Linked DNA regions of Sus scrofa: regions 2 and 3 are each linked to region 1. A link is a contact called in public HiChIP or PLAC-seq data. All regions are on one chromosome and are shown on one strand. Each heading gives the region's core, a stretch centred on a gene start, on an enhancer-like site or on the middle of the called end of the contact. The rest is flanking DNA. Distances are from core to core; before and after follow the strand shown.

Region 1 (2,593 bases), core at 37-2,536:
GAAAGAGGGAAGGGTCCACTTTTATCCAAGTTGAGCAGAGAGGCCCACTGATATATCCTGAGGGTGGAAGACAAGTTTGGAAGAGACAGACGCCAGAGGAAGGGGAGGAGGAGGAGAGACTGACCACACATCTCCTCAGCTCCTGCTGTACCCCCATAGGGGCATAAGAGGGGTGGAAGTCATAGCTGATTCCTCTGGGAAGCAGAAGCCCAGAGAGGAGCAGACACTGACCTGAAACCAAAAGAGATGGGCCAGGCAGGGACAGACCCTGGACAGTGGCCCTGAGGAGGCCTCAAGACCAGCAGTGGACACCATGGGGTCACTAGGGGACCCAGCTCTCTGCAGCCCATTCTGTCACTAGAGGACCCAGCTCTCTCCAGCCCATTCTGAGAGCTCCTCAGATGTGCACCAGTGTAGGGAAGACGGGCAGGAACATAACCCCAAACTGGCCTTGGGTGAGGAAGACTATGAACCATGAAAATATTGGGGCATAGAGTGGACAGAGAGGAGAGGGTTCGACCCAGTGGAGAAGTGAGGAAAATGCTCTCCCTTACTTCTCTGCTGCCCTAGACCCCAGCTCAACCTCAGACCCCAACCTCCCTGAGCCTGATCCCCGACCCCTCAGGAAGTCCACACACCATCATTCCCCAGACCCATCCTGTTGCCCACACTCACCAGGTCCTGGTGACCCCAAAACCAGTTCCGTTTTGGGGGTTGCGGGAAACACCGGAGGCGGCAGCAGTTGTCATAGAAGTCATAGATCCAGGACAGGATTCGGGACAGGAGCCAGGTAGCACCGACCAGCTGCAGGAGCAGCCACGGGGAGGCTGACACAGGCCCCAGTCCCAGCCAGGACAGGCTCAGCTGCAGCATCCTGTAGGGCAGATGGTGTGGAGAGTGAGCTCCTGAGACTCAGCAAAGGGACAGTGAGGGTGAGCTCTGAGGCAGAGACAAATAGACAAACAAATACAGGGAGAGGAACAAGGGGGTGAGTGCTGGGGAAGGAAGGACTCAGAGATGAGCAGACTGAGGCTCAGAGAGGGGAGGAGACCCAGGAAAATCCAGAGGAAGAGAAAGAGACAGGGAGAGGGCGAGAGAGAAGATAATGAAGAAATGCCCACTTGGAATCAGTGGAAAGTTGCCTTGGGCAGTGCCCCTCCCTACCCTGGGCCAGAACTTTCAGCCCCACCAACGCCAGCGCTGCACCTTCTGTCTGGAGCAACTAGTCCCACACAGCTTCTTCTGTCCTCATCCTGGAGAGTCTTCTTCCCTGTCCTGACTTCCAAATGGGGCCAGTCGGGAGTGGCGGTGGTGGGGGGGGAGGCCTTGAGTGGGTCAGCCAATCCCTGCTTGCCTGGCTGCCTCCTCCCACCTGGAGTCTGCCCAAGACTTAGAAACCTGGAGCAGCTGGCTCCAGAGAGGAACCAGCTCAGATTCACGTGGTGCAGATGCTGACTTCTTGGGACTCAGCACCTCCCACTCAGCTTGCTGGAAGGCGGACAAAGGTGACTCTGTGCCCCTGTGTTTACAGCTGCCCCTGCCCTTCCAAGGCCAGGGTACAGCAGGTAAAATTATGAGTGTTTCGGGTGCAAACCATGTCCCAAAACATCTCCGTGGCTCTCACCACGTGTGGGCCAGAAGGGCAGCATGCACCATTTCTTGGCACAGAATCAGAAAGCCCAGAGGCAAGAAACTTCTGGCCTCCAGGGCACGCAGCCTGGCAGGAGTTTAAGCCCTGCCTCCAAGCAACCCAGGCCTTGGGTTGGGATAAAACTGCTGGGAGTAGGAAAAGAGAAACCAGCCTGGCTGGGGATTACCACAGCAGATTCAGGGGGTCAAGGGCCCAGTCAGAAGAGGACAGCTGGAGGCTTGAGGTGTAAGGCTGAGAGGGGTCAGGAGAGAACAGGGTCCACACAGGGGAAGGCAAAGCTGGGAGATCTTGAGTGGAGTTCTGCCCTGCCCTCACTCTAACTATAGGCTGTGCCAACCTCCTTTGGGCTCAGCCTTCCCGTCTGGGAATTGGGATATCAGCTGTAAATGTGTTTCGTCACCTCCAGATCCTGTCCTAAACTCCCCTGTAAAGTAATCTCAGCCCTCATGAGGTCTCCCCAAGATCAGGCTCCAAGATGAGGATGAGTTTGAAGGATGGAGATGCAAAGTGAGAGGATTTGGACAGACATTCCTGCTGCAGCTAATAGAATGTTTGGAAAATGCCCAAATTTCCTCTCCTGCCACCACTACCCCATTCCTTCCAGGCCCACATAATCCAGCTTTTGAGGGACTGGTCCTGAAGCCCTCAGCAAGTTTGTGTGCCCTGTCCCAGATTCTTTGCCTCCTTGGCCAAAGTGATCCACCTGCTGAGGTGTCCATTCAGAGAAGGGCCAGGAGCAGGGCTATGGTAAGTGAGAGGCAACAGGGGTAGCCAGATAGGGGTGAAGAGAAGCAAAAGGAAGGAAGAGGAAACAGGTCCAGAAAGGTTCAGTGACTCGCTCCAGCCACACAGAGAAGTAATTTAACAAGACAGCACAAGCAGAAGTGAATCCTGGCACAGAGTGCATGCTCATTAACTATTTAGGGAAGAAAGGGCCTTTTA
Region 2 (2,593 bases), core at 61-2,560, 380 kb after region 1:
AGCTTGCTTGGAAGACAAGAGCAGGCATAAGAGCAAGAGTGCCTGCTGTGTTTTCCCTTACTTGCAGCATGTCACTCCCCAACTCCTTGCTTGTGTTCCAAACTCTGCCTGCATTTTGGAGCGGGTCCTGTCTCTCAGCCCAGGCCAGGCCTCCATGGTCAATGCCTTGACCTCCCTCCCCCCTCATCTTCCCCTTTCTGACATCTCGAGCTGTTTCCTGTGTTTTTCTGTGCGTGGGCACCCCTGTCCCTTTGCTCTGGGAACCTTGGGAATCTTTGGGAAGGGCTGGGGGGGAGGTCAGATCCATGCAGTCCTCTGCACCCCCTCCTTTAACTCCTTCCTTCCTGGGACTTCCTGTCTGACACAGCTCCCATTTCTTTAAGGTCTTGCCTGTGGACTCCCTCCTCTGGTCACTTCAGATTTCTATTCCCCAGGACTCAGCCTTGGAGGTTTCATTTAGTAGCATAGTCCAAAGAGCTGTTAAATCACTTCACTGGCACTGGTAAATTACTCAACCTCTCTGTGCCACAGTTTCCCCATCTGTATAAAGGGGACAGTTTCCTGGGGCTGCCTTAGGTGGGTTCAGCTGCAGTCACTGGTTAATAGGTCGCGGGGGGCGGGGGCGGTTGGGGGAGGACGGTGGTAGGGGGTGGCCACCATGCTTGATGAACCGCCTCTCTCCCTCCTCTGCAAGAGTATGCCTGGCAACCCTATACCAGGTCTCTAGGGCTCAGGGTATTCCCTGCTTGACTTGACTAAACCCCAGTTTCTCAGCCTCCCACCTCCTCCTCCCCTCCACTCTCCAGGCGCTCCGCCTCGGCCCCATTTCCTGTCAGGGGTGAGGCCCCCTCCAGGGCCTCCCAAGGAGCACGCAGCGCTGGCATCCCTGGCCAGGCGCACATAACGGTCCGCGCCCCCTCTCCCCCCAGCCCGTTACTTCCAGGACCCCTGCTTACCCCGGCCCCCAACCCCGGCCCGCAGGGGGCTCCGCTGGGCTTCCCCAGTCCCCTCAGTGGTCCCTCCTTGGGGCCTCGGGACACCCCCTCCCAGGCCAGATGGGGTCTGGCGCCCCTTCTTCTCCACCTTCCCCTCTCACCGCGCTCCTTCGCGTCCGACTTTTTCCGGGGAAGTTTCTCCCGGCCCCGAAGGCGGGAGAAGGTTTTCCTGAGCAGCGGCTCGGCCATGCTGGGGCCCGGGCCGGGCGGAGTGCGCGCCCCGGGCTCGGGCCGCGCCGCCCCCCGCCCTCCCCGCCCCGCCTGGGCCTCCCCGCCCGCCCCCAGTCCAGCGGCAGCAGGAAGCGCATTCCGGGAATGCTTGGCCCCAATTTTTTTTTTTTTCTTTCCCCTTCCCGCGGCCTGAGCGGGCGATGCTGGGATATGTAGTCAGTCGCCTGGGGCCGAGAGGGGAGTGAATGGGGGCTCTGTGCTGCCTCCTGGGCTCCAACTGAATATTGTAGAGCAGGACCAGGCCCTCATCTTTCCTCGTATCCATCTTCTGTTGATGACCGCCTACAGCAAGTTCTCTTGGGTTTATTACAAAATTCATCGGGCACTTATCCCTTTTCTTTCCCCCCATCCACTGTTCTAGCCTGGTGCAAGCCCTAGGCACCTCTCAGTTTTTGAAGACATGGCCATTTCCTTAGTTTCCTGATGCCATTGCGGTGCCTGTCTCCTCCACCCAGTTCTCCTCCCCTCAACCGGCCCCCGGCAATTCCAATTACTGCTGCTGTTTAACAAACCATCCCAAAACTTAGTGGTGTGAAACAGAGTTTCATGATGCTCACACATGCTGTGGGTCAGAAATGTGAGCTAACATTGTTTCTATTCAGTTGGAAAGATTTTGAGGTTTAGGGGGTTACTCAACAAGTGAGGGTCCAGAATCACCTGGAAAAATGTTCACTTACAGATCTTGCAATTGATGCCAGGTGTGGGCTGGACCTCTATAGGGGTTGTGGAATAGGGCACCTACACATGCTTCTCCATGTGAATTGGGGGCTTCGAGCAGCTCAATAGTCAAGAGTATTTGGGCTTCTTGCTTATCTACCGAAGCTTCAAAAATGAACAAGGCAGGGAGTTCCTGTCGTGGCGCAGTGGAAGTGAATCCGACTAGAATCCATGAGGTTGTGGGTTTGATTGCTGGTCTTGCTTAGTGGGTTAAGGATCCGGAGTTGCCATGAGTTGTGGTGTAGGTCGCAGATGGGGCTTGGATCTGGCCTTGCTGTGGCTCTGGCGTAGGCCGGCAGCTATAGCTCTGATTAGACCCCTGGTCTGGGAACCTCCATTTGCTGTGCGTGTGGTCCTAAAAAAAAAAAAAAAAAAAAAAAAAAAAAAAAAAAAAAGAACAAGGCAGGAAGTCCCTGGTGGTGCAGTGGATTAAGGATCTGGCTTTGTCACTGCTGTGGCTCTGGTCACTGCTATGACTGGTCACTGCTGTGATGTGTGTTCCATCCCTGACCCAGGAACTTCTGCATGCCACAGGCAAGGCAGAAAAAAATCCAAAATGAACAAGACATTACCTTTGCTGAATCAGCTTTGAGTGCCAAACTGTGTTACTTCTCGCACCAGATTCAAGGAGAGGGGTCATAGGCTGCACC
Region 3 (2,593 bases), core at 48-2,547, 320 kb after region 1:
GGGGAGGTGGCCACAGACTGGATGGACACAGACTGCCCAGAGGCCAAACGACTGAAGGTTGTGTCCCCTCTTCTGCCCTCAGGGTCCTGGGTGGGGGCCCAGTGGTCAGCGGGAGAGGGAGGGAAATGTCCACTGTCCCTGGCTCTGGAGAACAGCCATGGTACCCACCCCATCCTGCTCCTCTAACTGGGCCAGCCTGGGGTCTTCCCAGAGGGGATCTCCTGGCCCAGACAGTGATTCTGCTTTCTCTCTGCTGCATCCAACTTTGTCCTATGTGCCCCGCCTGAGAGTGCTCCCAGCTCATCTTTTCCTATCCTAGGACCACACCTGTGGGCCCTGTCTATTCAGCCTGGGCTGCCCTAATGAAGTGCCGCAGACTGGGTGGCTCAGATAACAGACCCTTATTTTCTTACAGTTCTGGAGGCTTGAAGGTCGAGATCAAAGTGCTGGCAGGATTAGTTCTTGGTGAGGGCTCTCCTGGCATGTAGAATGTGCCTTCTCACTGTGTCCTTACGTGGCCTTTCCTCTGTGTGTGGATGCTGAGAGAATGCTGGTATCTCTTCTTCTTCTTCTTATTTTTTTTATAAAATTTTATAATTTTCTCCATATCTTTTGTTAGATTTATTCCTGGATATTTACTAGTTCATTATGCTATTCCAAATGAAATTTTTTTTCTCCATGCCCACAGCATGTGGAAGTTCCTAGGCTGGGGGTTGAACCTGCATCATAGCAGCCATTGCAGTGACAACACCAGATCCCTAATCCACTGCACTACAAGAGAACTCCTCTTCTTTCCCTTTTCCTTTTTTTTAATGGTCGCACCTGTGGCATATGGAAGTTCCTAGTCTGGGGGTCAAATTGGAGCTGCAGCTGCTAGTCTCTGCCACAGCCATGAGCTACATCTGCAACTTACACTGCAGCTTGTGGCAATGCCAGATCCTTAACCCACTGAGGGAGTCTGAGAATTGAACCCATATCCTCATGGACTCTATGTTAGGCTCTTTTTTTTTTTTTTTTGCTTTTTAGGGCCTCATCTGTGGCACATGGAAGTTTCTAGGCTAAGGTGTCTAATCTGAGCCACAGCTGCTGGGATCAGAGCTGCATCTGCGACCTACACCACAGCTCATGGCAATGCCACATCTTTAACCCACTGAGCAAGGCCAGGGATCAAACCTGTATCCTTATGGATCCTAGTCAGAATCATTAACCATTGAGCCACGAAGGGAACTCCTTATGTTGGGCTCTTAACCCACTAAACTGCAAGGGGAACTCTTCTCTTCCTTTTCTTATAGAACCCCACCCTTATGATTTCATTTAATCTTAATTACTTCCTTAAAAGCCCTATCTCTAAATATAGTCATGTTGGGGGTTAGGCCTTCAACATATTTTTTTGGGGGGGAACACAATTCATAACAGGCTCCTGCTAGCATTACTTTCATACTTGCTGAATGTCTTGAAAACACACAAAGCAACTTGTTTCATCGTTAGGAGGATGCCATAAAGCAGCTATTGATAGACATCTCCATTCTTAGCTATTTCTGGCCTGCCTATATTTTAATGTTTGTTGAAATGGAGACATCTATTACAATTGACAACTGAAGAAATCTGCTTGCCCCAGGCTTTTTTCTCCCTTTCTCATCCAAAAGTGGCGTTCAGTATATGGTGCATAATGTTTATGATGGCGTTTTAGCATTGCAGAGTGATTGCATTATCATGAGAAGTTCAGAGTTCTGATGTAATTTGCCCAGGGTCACAAGCCCATTAAGTGACAGTGTCAGAAATCAAATCAACATTGAAGGCTCTCCCATCCTCCAGGACCCCTTTCTGGTTAGCTGTCCATCACCTGGATCTTCCCTTTTGTGAATTTCATCTCCCCATCTGGGTTCGTAAGCTCAGGTCTGGCTTGATCAAGCTCTCTGTCTGTAGGCTCTTAAATGTCCAGCCAGGCTAGTTAGGAATATCCCACTTCGTTTGGATAACATCATTCATTCTTGTGGACCATGAGTCTGAAATGTATTGAGCTCCTGCGAGGGGCCCAGGTGCTGGGCTCCTGAGGATAAATCAATACACAAGTGTGTGATTATTCAGTCCTGATACCTCATGTTCTTGTTTGTGGTACCAGGTGGGAGCCTTCATGGTATCCAGGGTAACTCCCTACTTCTCATCTTCCCACTCACCTTCCCTTCCTTTCCCAGATTAATACTGATCCTTGCAGGATCCCTCTACTCCCACATTTCTTTTATCAATAGTTCGTAATTTCCAGAATACAAGCTTTGCATTTCTTCTGTTAAATTTAATTTTAAAGTTTTTTGTTTGTTTGTTTTCTTTTTCGGCCACTCAGTGGCATTTGGAGTTCCCAGGCCAGGGATCAGATCTAAGCCACAGTTGTGACCCACGCTGCAGCTTTGGCAAGGCAGGATCCTTAACCCACTGTGCTGGGCTGGGGATTGAACCTGTGTCCCAGTGCTCCAGAGATGCTTCTGGTCCTGTTGTACACAGTGGGAACTCCTTAAAATTTTTTGTTTTTCTCCATACTGTTGTCAATAGGATTGTTCTCTTAACTTCATTTTAGGTGTGTTCCTGTCTAGTGTAT

Evidence for each region. HiChIP or PLAC-seq counts read pairs in DNA pulled down with a chosen protein or histone mark.
Region 2: a contact with region 1 is called in an H3K27ac HiChIP or PLAC-seq map of skeletal muscle. The contact joins the promoter of SYDE1 here to the promoter of CYP4F55 in region 1. A contact is called at or near these places in 6 of 47 Hi-C or Micro-C datasets (embryonic fibroblasts, mesenteric adipose tissue, omental adipose tissue and 3 more) and 2 of 2 datasets of contacts at active chromatin or transcription factors (alveolar macrophages and skeletal muscle).
Region 3: a contact with region 1 is called in an H3K27ac HiChIP or PLAC-seq map of alveolar macrophages. The contact joins the enhancer-like site here to the promoter of CYP4F55 in region 1. A contact is called at or near these places in 11 of 47 Hi-C or Micro-C datasets (alveolar macrophages, blood, embryonic fibroblasts and 7 more) and 2 of 2 datasets of contacts at active chromatin or transcription factors (alveolar macrophages and skeletal muscle).

The regions. Positions count from the first base shown.
Region 1 is chr2:62,069,666-62,072,258 of Sscrofa11.1, forward strand. It overlaps CYP4F55 (cytochrome P450, family 4, subfamily F, polypeptide 55), which reads right to left and starts at 1,287. Exons shown (of 13, transcript NM_001244636.1): 1 at 1,165-1,287; 2 at 676-874. The coding sequence starts at 873.
Region 2 is chr2:62,452,634-62,455,226 of Sscrofa11.1, forward strand. It overlaps SYDE1 (rho GTPase-activating protein SYDE1), which reads right to left and starts at 1,311. Exons shown (of 8, transcript XM_003123426.4): 1 at 1,097-1,311. The coding sequence starts at 1,184.
Region 3 is chr2:62,389,759-62,392,351 of Sscrofa11.1, forward strand. NOTCH3 (neurogenic locus notch homolog protein 3) reads left to right here. Exons shown (of 33, transcript XM_021083631.1): 28 at 1-57. Among named protein-coding and RNA genes, the nearest start is that of NOTCH3, 27 kb to the left of the region's middle. Within about 2 kb of position 1,298, at least 1 of the 83 cell types and tissues checked has an H3K27ac peak or open chromatin away from gene starts, as enhancers often do. A contact at or near this core is called in alveolar macrophages, where this site is marked.